Linked DNA regions of Mus musculus: regions 1 and 3 are each linked to region 2. The links are chromatin contacts, called in public Hi-C and HiChIP or PLAC-seq maps. All regions are on one chromosome and are shown on one strand. Each heading gives the region's core, a stretch centred on a gene start, on an enhancer-like site or on the middle of the called end of the contact. The rest is flanking DNA. Distances are from core to core; before and after follow the strand shown. Region 1 has its middle 14 kb from the start of Gm32485. Region 2 has its middle 18 kb from the start of 3930402G23Rik. Region 3 overlaps Gm32540 (a long non-coding RNA gene).

Evidence for each region. A called contact is a pair of places that touch in the nucleus more often than the background predicts. HiChIP or PLAC-seq counts read pairs in DNA pulled down with a chosen protein or histone mark.
Region 1: a Hi-C map of centrocytes shows a contact between it and region 2, with 1.5 times the contacts expected there. The contact joins two enhancer-like sites. A contact is called at or near these places in 2 of 15 datasets of contacts at CTCF or cohesin (large pre-B cells and pro-B cells) and 9 of 484 Hi-C or Micro-C datasets (B cells, the N1E-115 cell line, centrocytes and 5 more).
Region 3: an H3K27ac HiChIP or PLAC-seq map of extraembryonic endoderm stem cells shows a contact between it and region 2. The contact joins two enhancer-like sites. A contact is called at or near these places in 3 of 484 Hi-C or Micro-C datasets (the AML12 cell line, liver and pre-pro-B cells) and 4 of 115 datasets of contacts at active chromatin or transcription factors (extraembryonic endoderm stem cells, kidney, microglia and 1 more).

The regions. Positions count from the first base shown.
Region 1 is chr8:10,830,022-10,832,721 of GRCm38.p6, reverse strand. No RefSeq gene overlaps it. Among named protein-coding and RNA genes, the nearest start is that of Gm32485, 14 kb to the right of the region's middle. Within about 2 kb of position 1,286, at least 51 of the 459 cell types and tissues checked have an H3K27ac peak or open chromatin away from gene starts, as enhancers often do. A contact at or near this core is called in B cells, the N1E-115 cell line, centrocytes and 2 more, where this site is marked.
Region 2 is chr8:10,944,673-10,947,372 of GRCm38.p6, reverse strand. No RefSeq gene overlaps it. Among named protein-coding and RNA genes, the nearest start is that of 3930402G23Rik, 18 kb to the right of the region's middle. Within about 2 kb of position 1,297, at least 301 of the 459 cell types and tissues checked have an H3K27ac peak or open chromatin away from gene starts, as enhancers often do. A contact at or near this core is called in B cells, the N1E-115 cell line, centrocytes and 5 more, where this site is marked.
Region 3 is chr8:10,856,103-10,858,802 of GRCm38.p6, reverse strand. Gm32540 (a long non-coding RNA gene) reads left to right here. Exons shown (of 3, transcript XR_870139.3): 3 at 1,063-2,700. Among named protein-coding and RNA genes, the nearest start is that of Gm39130, 7.2 kb to the right of the region's middle. Within about 2 kb of position 1,267, at least 26 of the 459 cell types and tissues checked have an H3K27ac peak or open chromatin away from gene starts, as enhancers often do. A contact at or near this core is called in extraembryonic endoderm stem cells, liver and microglia, where this site is marked.

The DNA of each region.
Region 1 (2,700 bases), core at 37-2,536, 110 kb after region 2:
GTTTGTTATAACAACAGAAATCTGAATAACACTATCTACCAACTACCAAAGCAGCATCATAGGAAGGAGAAACATACGTGGGCACCTAGGTGGTGGTGTCTGAACCAGGGGCAATGATTTTCCTTACCTTAGTGCTGGTCCAGGAGTATAACCTATTGTGTCATGGGCGGAGGGTGTATGTCCAACCTGTGTAGGTGGAGAGAGAACTGTGAATTCTGTCACTGCTCTGGGAACCTTGATCAAGGGCAGGAAGGAGCACCTGCCTCAGGTCTCAGTGTGGATGAGGGAGTAGGAATGGAGGAGAAGCCTGGGTTTCCTCGGTACGTTGGCTCAGGATGCTTAGTCATGCTCATGCTCGCTGGACAAAGATAATCATTAAAATTGCAAGTCAGTGCTTCATATGAGAGGTATTGTGAGTTCACAGCCTCAAGTGTCCAGGCAGATCTTCTTCTGTCAGTGGAAGGACTTGCGTTAGGATTTAAGACTGGAATGATGACATTGTGGGGGTGGGGGTGGGGGTGGGGGTGGGGGTGGGGGTGGTGCGTGACCAAAACCAGTGCTCAGTCTCAGTCTCGGTTTCGGTTCTGGTGTTAGCAAGTTGTCAGGTTTGGGGCTATTGACGCTGTGACAGTCGCCAGGGAACTTCACAGTTTCATGTGCACATTTCTGTTGCTTCTACACACAAATGAAGTTTAGACAGAAGAAACCAAGAAACAGAACCCCACTAAACAGACTTCCTGCTCTATAGCACAGCTGTCTGCTTTGACCCTACGGCAAGAACAGAGCAGATGCACACACAGGTGTGTGTGTGTGTGTTCTTGTTAATCACCATTGAAACTGAACAGAAAGGCTGCATTAGAAATGCAAGATAAAACATCTCCATGCATTAGGGGACAGGAGAAGGAAAATGCTTGTGATTTGAGGTTTGTAGATCTCTGGTCTGTCTATAGATGTGGGTGAAGTCTATGCTTCAGGGAGCCTTCCTGTGTCATCCCACTTCCCAGGCCACCAGCACACTGCTGAGCTTGAACCCCCAGCATACTTGCAGGCTGTGTCTTTGGAGAGATCCAGCCATGGGTTGAGCATCCGGCTTTGGGAATTGCCTGGTCTCTGATGAACGTCTGTGGAACTGGGGCAGGAGAAATGATTCTGTCTATAAAGTGCTTGCTGTGCCACAGTCTGAGTTCAGATCGCCAGAATCCGTGTAAAAAGCTGGGTGTGGTGTCTTGTTCACAATCCTAGCACCATGAAAGTAGAAATGGGAAGTCTGCTCGCCCAGCTGAATCAGCGAGCTCCAGGTGCCAGTAAGAGATGCTGTTTAAAACCAAACTAAACCTACAAAAAACAAGGTCACCTGAGGAGAGACACTGTGCTCTATAGCCTCCTCTATACACACACACACACACACACACACACACACACACACACAGACACACACACACACAGACACACACACACAGACACACACACACACAGACACACACAGACACACATACACACACACATACACACATACACACAGACACACACACACACACACAGACACACACACAGACACTCACACACACACACTCACACACACACACACACACACACACACACACACACACACACACACACATAGACAGACGCACATGCGCAGGCAGGCATGTGCGCGTGCGCATGGTATGTGGAAGTGAAACTGATCCATGATGGCTTCTGTGGCTGTGGTTGCTTGCTGCTGGCATCTTTGTCTGCAGTCTCTTAGAGCACACACGGTATCTGAGTGCTTGCACTAGGCACTACACTTCACTAGTCAAGATGCCGGAGCACAGGCCGGAAACTAAGACTGACTTCCGATGTCCCAACTAAGTGGCCTTCCAGAAATCACAAGATATCACTCGGCCTCTGTTTCCACATTGGTATTCATTAGGAATCGTACGTATACCCGGTAAACTATGATGCTAGACAGCTAATCTTATAGCACCCGACTACTGAAATGCATATGTGAAAATGCACTTGTCTGTGAAGAGCTACTGTGGGCCAGGACGGATGCTAGCCAGGTGTGAGAGTGCCAAGGCCAATCCACAGGGTTCTCTCAGGGACTTCCCGTACACCACAAGCTTCTGGCATATCCAGTGAGGGTCTAGTTCTGTCTTTAGAACCAGGGTGGCATGCTTGGAGAGAGTCACATAAAAGCTGGCATTCAAGTGTGGTTTGATGGTTTGGGTCCATCCAAGTGGATAGCAAGCTTCTTGGCAGGAGGGAAGGTTCTGAGGTGACACAGATGTGGTGAGTCGGAGACTCTAATCTAAAGTTAGTGTGCTGAAGCAGAGAGAAAGAGAGGGTGCAGGGCAGGCCTGGGGGAGCAGTTGTGGCCCCTCCAAACACAGACACAGGGGAGCATGTATTTAAAGGCATTGGGAAGCTACTTGGGGGTTCTACCAGTGTCCCTTGTCTTTCTTGGCTGCCGCCAAACCTTTCTGTTGCATGTCGGCTAACAGGATAGCCTAGTTTTGCAGACAGAATCTGTACCTTATTTTCTAAGCTACACTTTGTGTGACAGCACCCCCCCCCCCGGGCTTGAAGAGGGGAGTGTATTATCACAGAGATGGCTGCAGACATGTGCTTGCTCTGTGGTGCCATTCACGCACAGTAGCTAAGCTGTGGCTCTGCCTAGGCGTCCATCAGCAGAATAGATTTGTTAATGAGAGAGAGACA
Region 2 (2,700 bases), core at 48-2,547:
AAGAGAGGGCGGAGCATCTCTCTTTGCACTGAGGCTCGATGTTTTACATTCTTAAGTTTATGTCTTAAGAATAAACCCCCTCCCCCTCCAGATCCCCTTCTACTGCACAGCTGGCTTCAGCTGAATGAGGTTACTTAGTTGTTTAGCTGCTATTGTTTTAAGGCGGTGTGTGTGTGTGTGTGTGTGTGTGTGTGTGTGTGTGTGTGTGTGTGTGTGTTAGGGGGTGGCCCCTCCTTGTCAGCCCATGCTCATGAAGCCTGGAACCAGGGCAAGGAGTTAATCTGTGCGCGAACTCCCTGCTATTTGTGGCGCAGTGGCCCAAGGCAGGAGTTTGAGACTTGTTCTACATATCATAGGGGCTCCACAGAGAAACCCCTGCCTGAAAATATCGAGAGAGAGAGAGAGAGAGAGAGAGAGAGAGAGAGAGAGAGAGAGAGAGAGAGAGAGAGAGCGCTCTGCGAATCTCCCTGACCCTCAGGGACCACACAGGTGCGACCCTTTTGGCTTTCCAGTCCTGGCTGAACTTCAGCCTGCCTGCCTTTACTCATCTGTTTGATCCTCTAACCATCCCCATCAACCGTGGTATCTGATCTGTCCTTTGCTGACCCTCTTGCTACGCGTCAGAGGACTTTTTTTTTCCCTATTCCTTTGTCTGATTCGTTTTGCTTTTAAACGTAGGTTTTTTACTATTGTTGGCCACAGAGGAGGAGGCCACTCTTCTGGGCTGCCCGGTGCCAGAGAAGTTTTATTTTGCTCGCTCCCCTTGGCTTTTGCTGTTTTCCCTTCTTCTTTCTCGTTCCTTCTCCTCCCCCTTCCCTGCCTGTAGCTGCAATTTCTTTATGGGTGCAATTTCCTCAGCTATCTCTCTGGCTCAAATGGGGTGTTTGATTTTTATTTGTTTCCTCCAGGGCCGGCCCTTTCACTTGCTGCTCGCAGTCACTATCAGCTTGGCGAGTTCCTCTGTCTGGGATGGCCTTTGCTTCGGTTTTTATGAATGGAGGGCCGGGCTGCTTTGCGCAGGGCTGGTGCCGGTTCTCTGCCGCGCGTACACATCTGTTTCCTGTGCAGCCTCTTCCTTGAATGGCAACTGCTGCTGTTCCGCAGTGGGCGAGGCAGCAGGAAGGCCTGGGCCACCTCCCCACGCCTGCCTGGGCCAGCTGCCAAGACAGGGAGGGTTTTCCCTGGAGCTGATAAGTGCATTACGGAGACTTCCTGGCTTTCTTGGTTCAGGGCGGCCTCGTGGCCTCAGTAAAGGTTCACAAGAACCCAGGCCAAGAGAGAGCTTCCTCCCTGTGCTGTGCAGATGCAGTTAGCAGCAACTCCCCGCAGCCACCTTGTGATTGGTGGTTTAGCTGCTGTCGGCAGAACCCATTCATGAAAACAGAAAGGGAACAGGTTTTTTTTTTTTTTTCATCTCTAAATCTCTGAAACTCCTGCTTACTGAGGGCGTTTTGTGTGCTGGCTTCTTAAGCTTTATGGTTTGGAACTGAAATGTCCCTCAGGCTCAGCTGCCAGCTGATTTGGGGGAGATGACTGGATCTTCAGGGCTGTGACCTCACTGGTGGCCTCATAGCTTGGTGGCATTGCTGAGAGGCCATGGAAAGGAGGTGGGTTCTTCTTGGAGGGAATGGGTCTCTCTCTTGTCTCTGGCCCTCTCTCCCTGTTCGCTGGCCACCATGGGCTGGGCAGCTCTACCCTGCCCCACACTCCTGTCATGATGTTCAGTCTAGGAGTGACAGAGCCTAGGGACCATAGACTGAAACCACAAGAAAGTAAATTCAGTCCTTCTTTGTCATTCCCCACCCCGTGTGTGTGTGTATGTGTATGTGTGTGTGTGTGTGTGTGTGTTTGTGTGTGTGTGTGTGCTTGCATTACATGTGCACACGTAGAAGCTGGAGATTGATGCTGCAGTTCATCCTTGATCATCTTGTTATCTTTTTCATTGAAGGCAGAGTCTCTCAATCAAACCCAGAGCCTGCACATATGTCTGCCATTGGGAGCCAGCTTGCTCTGGCTATTCTGTGCATCAGCCTCCCCAGGCTGGGCTTACAGCAGGCCACCACACCTCTCTGTCATTCTCTGGGAACCTGAATTGCATTCCACTCCTGTGGCACACATACTTTAGTCCCTAAGCCACCCTCTGCAGCCCCAAACTTCTCCTTCTTCCGTTCTGTGCATCAGGCATTTTGTCACAGTAAAGAAAAGTGATTACCACCCTGGGGATTGGATTGGACCCCCTTGCCGGCGTCTTCTATCCACACTGTTTTCCTCATGATCTGCACTATTTAATTATGGCAACTGCTAAAAATTTGCTTTGCCAAGATAGAGCCTCATGGGCAGGATGCAGGACACCCCAGTATCAGTGACTGGTGGACCCAGGGCATCACTCCAAGTGAGTAGAGCTGTCTAAGAACAATGTGTTTCCCTGGAGACACATGGCTGCCCTGGGTGCACAGCAGCGCCCAGGGAGGTTGTTTGTTTGTTTGTGGGAGTTACCCCAAGCATGCAGCATGAAGCACACCCATCTCTGTGTCTGGTTCTTCTTCTTGAGCTGAAGTGAAGGCCTACTCTCTTTACAGTGAGCTTGCAACCCCACTGAGGAGTTCATCTCAATCAAGAAACAGAATCTGGACTTCATCTTGGGAAGAGCTTCTCAGAGCTTCCACTCCATAGCCCCTCCCACTTTCTTTTATATATTTT
Region 3 (2,700 bases), core at 18-2,517, 89 kb after region 2:
TGGCAGAGAATGGCTTTGTTGGACATCAATGGGAAGAGGGGTCCTAAGGGTGTAGAGGAATGCCAGTGCAGGAAGCTAGGAGTAGGTGGGTGGGTGGGGGAGCATCCTCATAGAGGTAGGGGGAGGAGAGATGGGATGGGGGTTTCAGAAGGGAGGCCTGGAAAGGGGAAAACATTTGAAATGTAAATAAAGAAAATATCCATTTTTTTTAAAAGGTGATTCCTGCGACCCTTTGGGACAAAGAGAGGATAAGCCAACCCCTGATCTACCAGGTGGTTGCGCTGCCATTGCAGCTTGCCCATAAGTCCCAGTGTTCAAATTTGAAAGGTCTCTCAGCTCTGTGAGCTGTGCTCCTTTACCTGAGAAGGAGTAGGTAGGGCCCTTGGGCAAATGCCCTGGGTTCCTTCAGGTTCTGAGGAGGCCAGATTTGTCTGGCTAGGTAGGAGTTCCCCTGGCTTGCCTCTATCGTAGGCCAGTCTGGAAAGATGCAAGGGAGAGACAGATTCGTTGATGTAGGATCTGGATGTTGCCTGCTTTTTTAAATAAAAGAAACAAAGAAATAGGTCCACTCTCTCCCAGGCCCCTGGAAAAATGTCCCATCATCCTCTGGGCATCATACAAGAACACACCCGCTGTCCTAAGGTATGAATGAGGCCAGTCTAGCTTTGGAACAAATAAACACAATGGCCTTGGGGAGCTTGGACTTCCTCTTCCTCTTTCATGGTTCCTCTTGGCAGGTTCTCATGGGAACCTGGCTTGTGGTGAGTGGACCTTTGTGCTTCTAGCTAACAAGGATGAGCAGAGGGAGACGAACTTAGGATTGGCAGTTGGGTTTTCACTGATGAACGTGGGTAGATCTCTAGTAGATACCCATCTATGACTGCTGTACTTTCATTTGTGGAGACTTCCCCAGCTAAGCTTTCATATACCCAGATGTAAAAATGAAATAAAATAAAATAAAACAAAATCTGCCAATGCCACTGAAATTGTGGTGGCAAATAGGCCATGGTGAAAAGAAGCAGATTTTCAAACTAGACTATAATTTTCATTTTTTTTTTTCAGACTACAGAATTCAGGTGACAGAATCTCATTAAACACACAACCATTCAGAGTATCAGGCATGAAATCCTGGAGTCTTCCCTGATTGCATAGTGCTCTTAAAAGCCCGGACAGTCAAAAGGCGTGACCAAGCCTCAGGGGGCAGAGGCTGCTCAGTGCCAAGGCCTCCTGCCCTCCAGCCCAGCTTGCCTCTGCTCACTCGATATAGGCTTATCTGTCACTCGGGGTCAAATGGAAACTTCCAAGCCGCCGTGTGCTCATACACATGGGCTGTGTCGTATCAATGACGTGCCTCCCTTGGAAAACAAAACACCGTCCCTCACAGTTGTCCCCTTGTGCGTAGACAGTGGCAAATGCTTATTTGCTAAACCTCCCGTCTCCTTCATTTCTGGGTCCCATTGAGATCATGGAAACACAAAGTAAATACCCACAGAAGAAAAAAAATGGCCCTGAGAGTATTTATTTAAGAGTATTGTTCCAGGATATGCACAAAGATAAAGACTGTGTAATGAATGGCGACTCCGGAGGCCAAGCACCAAGACGTTCTATCCTGTACCAGCAGTTACCCTGGCCAGGAAGAGGCCGTGTGCTACCTCAGGACATGCCCTTATAAAAGAGTCACCTTGCCAAGCTGCCAACTGGTTCTCTTTACCCTAGAGGATCAAGGGAAAGAACAAAGGGAGGAGGCAGGTGTGATCTGATCCATTCACAGCCACAGGAGTATACAGACAGGCAGGGACTTTTTTCCTGGAGAAGGGACAACAGATGGTGTCAGAGAAGAACATTAGTATTATGCCATACCTACAGATTCCAGAGAGCCCAGGTAGGGCTGTGGGTCTGTGAAACACTAGTATCTAGTAGCTAGCTCTCTCAGGAATGTGGGGCAGGGGGATTCCGGCCTTGTAGAAGCCGCATGGCAGGAAAACAGGTCTCCACTGGGTTCAGGTGTCTCTAAGACTCAGAGAAAGGTCTCTAAGACCCAGAGAAAGGTTCATTTAACTTCCAATGCTCCCCCCCCCCCCACACACACACGGAAACCTCGAATGAAGGGACAGCAATTTGGAAGCAAGTCAAATGAAATACAGAGCGGAAACCCACTCACGTCTCTGCATGCTTAATGATCATTGACTTTTAAAATGGGTTTTGAAATAAAAAGCCTTCTGGAAGAAATGCAGATTTGAAGGGATTACTAGAAAGCACGGATCGAGTACCCTGCTGTCTGCATTAATTCCTCCATAGGTGGGAACTCTGCCGGCCTCCTGATTTCCTATGTTCGCGTATCTGCAGTCCAATTATTAGACGGCAAAAAGCCATAGAGGCCCCTGGATGGGCCTAGGAGCAGATTTTTCATAAACAGACCTGTTGGTTCACCCTTAGCTCATGAAGCCGCTGCTTAAGGAGACTGTGAGAAATACAGTCAGACAAGACAGGGCACTGGCAGCTTCCTGCTTCACATAACATGTTCATCCAAGCACACCCAACTGATGTGGGACACTTTCTGTTCTTTCTCTGACTTCACATCTTTACCAGATGGAGTGGATTAGACTCCCTGTTTCCTCAAAGCACAACTGGGCCAATGCTGGCTGGCTAGCAAGCTCTTGGAATTCACCTGTTTTCATCCCCACCTAATCCTGGGGTTGT